Regions from separate parts of the Mus musculus genome. Here region 1 is linked to region 2. The links are chromatin contacts, called in public Hi-C maps. All regions are on one chromosome and are shown on one strand. Each heading gives the region's core, a stretch centred on a gene start, on an enhancer-like site or on the middle of the called end of the contact. The rest is flanking DNA. Distances are from core to core; before and after follow the strand shown. Region 1 overlaps Ltbp1 (latent transforming growth factor beta binding protein 1). Region 2 overlaps Ltbp1 (latent transforming growth factor beta binding protein 1).

Region 1 (4,170 bases), core at 1,670-4,169, 220 kb after region 2:
GAACAAACTGATGAAGGAATGTTTGGGCAAGCCATTGCTGTGGGGAAACCTAAAAGCTGACATATATCCCCAGGTGAGGGATCAGGGTGCAGTTAAGGAAAGTCTGGGCAAGTGGTAAAACCCAGAAGTCTCTGTACATGGACCTGCGCCATTGGTTCGGATTTTCTAAGACTTTAAAAATGCAAAGGAATTCATATATGGAAGCACACTCACTCACTCCGTTGGAGTATTGATTCTGTCCTAGTATTTGGCCTCAACGTTTTATAGTCGTTCCTTTGCTCTGTAACTGCATGGTCTCGAGGGAACTGTTTATCAAGTGACTGTGACACTCCCCAGCTCTGGGGCTGTGGACATCCTGCGCTGCTCTGTTAACCTCCCCTTTCACACTTCATTGCAGTGTGGCAAAGCGCTCCCTGGCCTTTCCAAGCAAGAGGACTGCTGTGGGACAGTGGGGACGTCCTGGGGCTTTAACAAATGCCAGAAGTGCCCCAAGAAACAATGTAAGTGACATCTCCTTATTCCTCGTGGTTAATGGGAGCCTCTTTTCTTACCGTAACTCTTAATCATGAGTCTCTTAGATCTTCAAAGAAATCACTGGCTGTATTCCAGAGCATAGTGCTACGACCTGCATTTCTAGAGACATTGCAAGTCCATTAAAACTTTCATACCAGCCCTTCCTCCTGGTCCTCCTCTTCCTCTTCTCCCTTCTCCTATTCTTCTTATTCTCCTCCTCTTCTTCCTCTTGCTCCTCTTCCTTCTCCTCTTCCTTCTTTTAAACAGTTACCAGCCACCTTCCTCAGTTTAATTACGTATGTAGGGGATGTACTGGGAAGAATTGGTGAGAAAAAAAAATCAGCTTTTCAGGCCCTAGGGAATAGGGAGTAGATGGCTCTTAATATGTGAATGAGTATTACAAACCCTATTTAAAAAAAGTCAGTACAGTTACTATTCATTAGGTTAGACTCTTTAAGTGAAAATGTTGTGAGTCTTCTCAACTTGAGCTACACATTTCATTCTGCTGCAGATCTCCTTCATACAAAGAAGCTCAGATGGGGAATTGATTGCTTACAGATCTGCGAAAAAAGAATGTGTAATTATTGAACCTAATATGTGGCCCCTTTTTCTTAAGTCTGCTTTGCACTGCCCCAGTCCCTAGTGCCAACACGCTGTGATTAGCCCTCAGAGTGTTTTACAGAAACTGTTACTTGAATAAATCCAGGTTTACATCAATCCATTGCCCTCTTCTCTACAAAAGATGATAGCTCTGTCTTTGAATGTAGTCTTAACTCTGACAGATTTCAAAGAAACACATTTTAGAAAGGCAGTACTAACTTGTTTCAGGGTGAGTTTTATTAAACTTCTGTTCTTCCCCCCCCCCCAACTGACTTTTTCTTCCTTTTTTTCTTCTCAGTCATCAGTTTCATAAAGCTTTTATAAAGACTTTTATAATTGTCTCTCCCTCTCATCTTAAAGGGACATCTCATTTGCTACAGTCAGATGATGTTTATTTATCGACTGAATTGATACTCTTGCTTGTCTTTAAAACCCTTTTAAGTATTTTTATTTTATATATATGCATGTTTTGCTTGCATGCTTATATGTGTATCCCATTTGTGCCTGGTACCCACAGAGTTCAGAAGAAAGTGTCAAATCCCCTAGAAGTAGAGTTATGTATGGCATGAGCCACCGTGTAGATGCTGGAAACTGAGCAACAAGTGCTCTTAACTACTGAGCCATCTCTCCAACTTCTCACTTGCCCTTTAAACCTTTTTGTTTAACCTAAAAAACCTACTACTTGTCTTTTTAAAACTACTCTCCCAGCATGGTAATTTTCTGTAAACCACCTCTTCCTTTGTCTGCCCTTCTGATTCCTAGTTTCTCAAACATACAGGGTCTCTGATTACCTGAAGTATTCATTCAATTTGTTGACACTACTTAGCGTTTGTTAGAAATTCCTGCTAAAGTTTGTGAACATTGGTTCTTCCTTAAAGAGAGAAAAAAGTCCCATGAGATCCTCAGTAGTCAAAGAATGTCTCACATGGATTTTCCAAGGGGGCCGGATGATGGTTAGTTAGATGGATTTCCACGAAGCAGGCTGGTTGAATGATAACGATCCCACATTACTTAAAGACCTGTTTACCTAAATTATTTTGGTTCTCTGACTGAAGGGACCTCTGGGATACATTTGAAATTATTTGAAGAACTTGGTGTTTTAGAGTTGGGGTGACACAAACGTGACTGCCTCCCGCTGTCATTCGCTGTTGATTCTGATGAGTCATTAACCTGGAATCTGTATCTAAATGGCTAAAAGCACACTGCCATCTGCCCCATTCATTTGTCATGTGTGTTTGTCTAATGCTGTTGTGGTAGAGACATGTTTCCCCCTGTTAGGTCTAAGGATGGGGGTGAGAGAGGATCCTCCAACCTGCGTTCTGGTCTCCTTCTGTTTCTTTATATATTTTTCTTCTTCCCCTTTATTTTTCTTTTTCCATTTGTTGGCTGCTTTGTGCCTTTTCTCCAATCTTAGCTATTTCTATTTTTTTCTCTTTTCTAAATTCCAAAGGAGCCGAGAGTGACAGATGTTAGGAGTAAAGGGGTTCACATCATCTCCCCCCTTAATTCCTAAGGCTATTATTATTCCTGACCTCCAGCCATTTGTTTCTAGCATTGCATCATCTGGGCAGGAACCCACTGCTTTATATGGTGTTGTTAGCGCCACAGCTCAGTACTGACGATGACTTCAGCGGAATGGGAAAGTACAGAGTCGCCCTTTTTAACAAAAACGTTGGTGAAAATAAGCCCGTGGCTCATTTGATGTCTGAATTGAAGAGATGGCTTTGGTTTCAGAGTGGTAGGGATGAGGAGTGAGGTGAACTCTCACATCCTGGCATTTGCTGTGCTTATACTGTCTGAAGTGACTCACCAGCAAGCAGCACACTCAAGGTCACATTCTTCTTAAGATCTTTCCTTCCCTTGTTTGGCACTACTCTCTAAATGGTATTCATGCTGGAAGAGAGCAGACGGTCCTTGGCTTCTATATATGATGGTTGGGGTTCCATGACCTTGTTTAGTTTGTACTTTGTTTTGTTTTTCTCCAAATAGTTCAAACCTCAACTTTCACGTGGCTTTCATTTAATGAAGTTTTGTTTAGCCTCATGCAAAAACCTTTCATTGTCAATAATTTTCTTTTTGCTATTGAAAACTCAATTTTAAATCTACAAATTGTTTCATTAACTAGTTTATCATCTATTAGCGATGTGCTTAGTGTGAACAAGTCGATTGTCTCCTCAAAGTTTTAGAAGAAAATTGGCTTAGAATCCTAAGCAGAGGGAGACAAGGTCATCTGGTCTGGCTCCATGCCTTGAAGAGACTGCTGAATATGATCCTTTTGTCACTGAAGGACTCGCAACTGAGGTCCCGGTTTCTGTAGGCACCCACATTGGTGTCTTCATTGTAGGGGACAACACTGGACTTGAGGCCAATGGATGAATGAAGCAACTTCCACATGCCAATGTTTCCCCTGTTAGCCCACTGTTTCTTGAAACAAGTATCTGTAGGGGAATGCATCTTATGATGGGAATATTTAATAACGAATTAGAAGATAATACAAAGCAGTCTTAACGTTCAGTTAATACAGTAAAGGTTTCCTGTCAACTTCCTAGGAATACAGCTAGTGCAATAGGAAGCACACTGAGAACAAGCATGCAAGCATGAGGCGGAAGTCTCTGTTGGTACTCATAGCTTGTAAATGGTCAATCTATTGGTGTGGTAAATGGCACCACATCTAGCAGCTTCCGATCACAAGAACTTAAATCATAATGAATGCTTTTCTTCCCGCCATTTACAGCCTATCATGGATATACTCAAATGATGGAATGCCTACAAGGATATAAACGGGTTAACAACACCTTTTGTCAAGGTAAGGCTTTTGGAATGTACTGATGTGGACCCCCTGGGTAGAAGCTTGAGTTCTTTTGTCACATGATGCTCCGGGGCCCAGCATGTGACAGTTACATGGTAGATGTGTGATGTCCTGCTCTCTCCAGGTGGCTAAGGGCATACTGATATGTGATTGGTAAAGTTTTTACTTACTCTTTCAAGCTACTGGAATGCTTACCATTTCTTAACTTGTGGCAAAACCCTGCAGGAGCGTGGCTAGCACTGAGCAGA
Region 2 (4,043 bases), core at 1,357-3,856:
GTTGAACCAGGGTCTTGTGTAGCCCAGGTTGTATCTGCTTTGTTATTTCCTGGATGTCTTGGGTTTCAATTCCTGATGCTCCTGCTTCAGATTTTTAGATTTTTCAGGCTCTGGACATACTTGACTTGAGATGGAAAGGTTATATTTTAAGAACAAAAATGACAAATTTACAGACTTCTAAAGAATCCTTGATGCAGAGGTGGCTTACAGCTTTAATGCCAGCATTTGAGAGGCAGAGGAAGGTGAATTTCTGACATTTAGACTAGCCTGGTGAGTTCCAGGGCAGCCAGGTGTGGGTCTCCCTTCTTCTTGGAGAGTCACTGGCCAGTGGACCATGAGGGTGGAGGGAACAGACGCATCAAGCAGGGATCAGACAGCTGTGAGTACCGTGGAAGGGCTTCTGGAGACAGCTTCAGTGAGACAGCGCTCTTTGTTGTCCCAGGAGTAGGTAGGGTATATGAGAACTCTTAGGGGTGTGGATGGAACGGGTTGATTGGTTATAACGAAGTACCTAATTATCACTAGGGTGGGGAGCCAGACAGAGCAGGGCTTGCGTGTGGAGTTGTGCAGAGTTTGCAGAGAGCTCTGCACAGGGGCTTCAGATAAAACTTCTATGCTCTATTCCAGACAGGGTCAGGACGAGAAAGGGAATCCTCCAGTTTGCACTGAGCTCGGAGAGAGCTCTCCCAACTTGGTGGACTGTGACCCTAACAGCAGGGTTCTCCAACAGCTAAGGAAAAACAACACAGAGAAAACCTGCCTTGACACCCCTCCTTCCCAAAAAAACACCAACAAAAAAAAGAGATGATTTAGATTTGATTGTTAAGAATTTGGGGGGATCATTACGGAACCCTATCCAAGGATCGTCCTCCTCTTTAACACAGAATCTAGGTCAGAGCATTGGATCACAGATTGGCAAAAGAGCCCTGAAGAATTTTCTGAGACATTTGATTTAGGTCTCTCTCTCTCTCTCTCTCTCTCTCTCTCTCTCTCTTTTTTATTCTCAGGGGGTACATTTGGGATTATGAAGGAATTTCCATATGTTTTTAATGAGTTTAACTTCTCAGGCCATTCCACAGAGGTCTCCAGCGAGGATGCCACTTACAGAGAGCATACGCTGTGAGGTGTGCCATAGAGAGAGAGGGGGTGGCTCTGTGCACAGCTCAGAGTCCTGGTGTTTGTCAGCCGAGAGAGGCAGCACCACTTAATACTTCACGTCTTCTGGGATGGTTAAGCCAATCAAAATTCCAGCACGAAGGAGGAAGAGTTCCCCCCTACGCCCCCATTGTAGGAGCTACTACCAATTGATGGCCGCTGAGGATGAGAGATCACCCTTCTTTGGTGGTAGGTTGCTCGTACAAGATCACCCTTCTTTGGTGGTAGGTTGCTCGTACCACACCGTGCACATATGGGCAGAGCTAACTGGATTCAACTGTTAATGTTAATAGCAATATGACTAAGGACGTGAAGTTGGGTGGGAGACAGGGTAAGGGCATAAGGAGAAGCTGGACGGAGATAGTGGTGGCCAAATATGATCAGTACATGCTGTACACATGCACACAACCTTCAAACAAAAAAATATTATTTAAAAAAATGGGAGGCACTTTTAGTGTGTGTGTGCCTTCAGCCGGATTCACCTGGGTGGGGAAAGGTTGTCTTTTTGGTACCAGTGCCAATGACAGTAACTATTCTGCTGTCCCGCCTTCTAGTGGTTTTTGGCTGAGTCATTCTCTTTCCGTGTCCCACCTGACCATCCTCTTCCTCCCCTTCTCTACTCTGAATAAACGTTGGGATTCTTTTCATTTTTTCTTCTGACATTCGCCATTGCTCAGCTTGGTTGTAGTGAGGTTTCGTAGGTGGTTTTCCAGAACAGGAAAGTAATCCAGCACATTCAAGCTCAGCCACACCAGATGGGTCAGAGTAAGACAGCTCTGTCTCTCGGAACTCCTGCCCTAATTCAGTGGAACAACAGAGTGAGGAGACGAGCAAGACTCTCTGAGGTCTCTGGACTCTACCTTTCTCTATAAAAAGTCTGGCAAAATTCTATACGTGTTTCCTCTAGGGTGGGATCATAACACGGGAGATACACTTTCAAATTTCTTGATAGAAAAGCGCTATAGAAGGCTGGATATGGTGATTCCCACCTGCAGTCCCAGTTTCCTGGAAGATCTGAAGTCCTAAGGTCCATCCTGGGCTACAGAGTGAGACCCTGTACCAGGAAAAAAGTACTATCTAGATATTGGTTATAAGTGGTCTTACATTTTGGATAAGTTGTTCTGTTTTGTTAAACTAGCATGGATATAATTATTGCTATTATGTGGAAAGGCTCAATTGTTATCATCTGGAATGCAGAAGGTCTCCTGTGTTTGGACAAGTGGTGTACTTGACAGAACTCTGTTGTCTGGTGGCCTGTTACAGAGTGGTCTCCTGAAACATGATGTCATAGACTCAGCCCTAACTGTGCCAGGCCCTATGCTGAGCTAGCTGCTCCACCAGGGTTTCGGTGGATCTCCACGTTTTATGGATGCACGAACCCAAGGCAGGGTTCAGACTCAGAGCCAGCCTGTTTTCATCTTCCTGTCTCCCAGGATCTGTGCAGACTACAGATGGTGTTTGTCCTGGTTGGAGCTCAGCTGCCATGCCTGGCGAGATTTCTGTGGGAAAATGAGCCTCAGATTGTCACTGGGGATTCCAGTGGGGGCGGGGGGAGTGTAGGATCTTCCCACCCTCCTGGGGTTGAGCAATACTGATTTGGTTAACCAAGCAAGCATCTGTGGCTGTCTTCACCAACATCCAGGACTTTCTCTAGGAGCTTGCATTCTTCTTTGGGGTTAAATACCTCAAGGTCCCCGTCTTTCTCTCAAGGTTCCAGGTCCCTACTGGAGCAGGTTGTAGACATATGGATGCAGACGCACAGGGATGGCTGGATTCCGTGTGGCTTTCCAGGGCACACCAGGAGTGTCATTTACGTCTTTTTCCCCAATTGCTTTCCTTTATTTTCTGGAAACTAGGGAAGAGGTTTGTACTCTCTGTTCTTTTTGTACTTTTAGCCTGTCTGGCCTCTGATGGCCTCTTCTTTCCCAAGCATCTATCTCTAGCTTTTTCTGCCAAGAAGGGATGACATGCTAATTCCTGGCTTTCTGAGAGTCTTTTCATCTATCCCTTTAAGCAAGTCAAGTGCAAAACGTGTCCTTCAAGTGTGCCCCGCGCTTGGTGCATGACTGGTATTCAGCTGGTGTTCTTTTTGAATGAATGAGTTTCTCATCTTGTCTTCTGAGCCTGTTGAGTTCATTAGGTTTGCATTTTGTACCTTTTTTTTTTTTTTTTGTGGTCTGGGTATTAAAAGTCCCCTGTAGGCTCGTTTGTTTGAGTTCTTGATTCTCCAGCAGGCAGTACTGTTTGCAGAGGTTATAGGACCTTTAGGAAGTAAACCTTAAGGTGTCGGTTGCTGGGGGTGGGCCTTGAAATGTATAGCCTGGACCCACTCTTTCTGCTTCCTTATCTGTCCAGATGTGCCCAGCAGCCTCGTACTCCTGCTGCCACACTTTATTTGACATGATAGACTCTCTCACTGTGAGCCAGAGCTGCCTTTCATCAGCCAGTTGACTGTAGCAACATCTCATAGATACACCTTATACATATGGATAATTGAATTCGATTTGCATATATTCTGTGAGGGAATCGAGACTCAGCTCTCAGGGTAGAGAATCAGACTGATGCCTTTAGGGTGCTCTTGGGGAGGGAATGGGTTGGTGGAAGCCTAGTGCAGAGGGAGTCCAGACTCAGGGAGAGGGGACTAGATAACAGCATTTGGTGATGGGAGGGGAAGGTCTTACATGGGAGGGATGTAGGATGGACAGACTATTGTTGGCTATGTTTGAGTCAATGCAGGACAAAAGCTGCCATCCCTCACTCTTCCTGCAGCCAGGGTGATGTGTATCTGCTGGGGGTATAGATTGAGGAGGAGGGGTTCTTGACTGAAGGTAGTTTGAAGGAGTCTAGCAAAAAGAGAAGAAAGGGATGAAACGTGAGAATGTCGGTAG

The links. A called contact is a pair of places that touch in the nucleus more often than the background predicts.
Region 1: a Hi-C map of muscle stem cells shows a contact between it and region 2, with 2.3 times the contacts expected there. The contact joins two enhancer-like sites. A contact is called at or near these places in 1 of 15 datasets of contacts at CTCF or cohesin (the NIH/3T3 cell line) and 2 of 484 Hi-C or Micro-C datasets (muscle stem cells and nephron progenitors).

The regions. Positions count from the first base shown.
Region 1 is chr17:75,248,497-75,252,666 of GRCm38.p6, forward strand. It overlaps Ltbp1 (latent transforming growth factor beta binding protein 1), which reads left to right. Exons shown (of 34, transcript NM_019919.4): 8 at 398-500; 9 at 3,848-3,919. Among named protein-coding and RNA genes, the nearest start is that of Rasgrp3, 190 kb to the right of the region's middle. Within about 2 kb of position 2,920, at least 38 of the 459 cell types and tissues checked have an H3K27ac peak or open chromatin away from gene starts, as enhancers often do. A contact at or near this core is called in muscle stem cells, where this site is marked.
Region 2 is chr17:75,024,920-75,028,962 of GRCm38.p6, forward strand. All of the region lies in intron 2 of Ltbp1 (latent transforming growth factor beta binding protein 1), which reads left to right. Among named protein-coding and RNA genes, the nearest start is that of Ltbp1, 21 kb to the left of the region's middle. Within about 2 kb of position 2,607, at least 14 of the 459 cell types and tissues checked have an H3K27ac peak or open chromatin away from gene starts, as enhancers often do. A contact at or near this core is called in muscle stem cells, where this site is marked.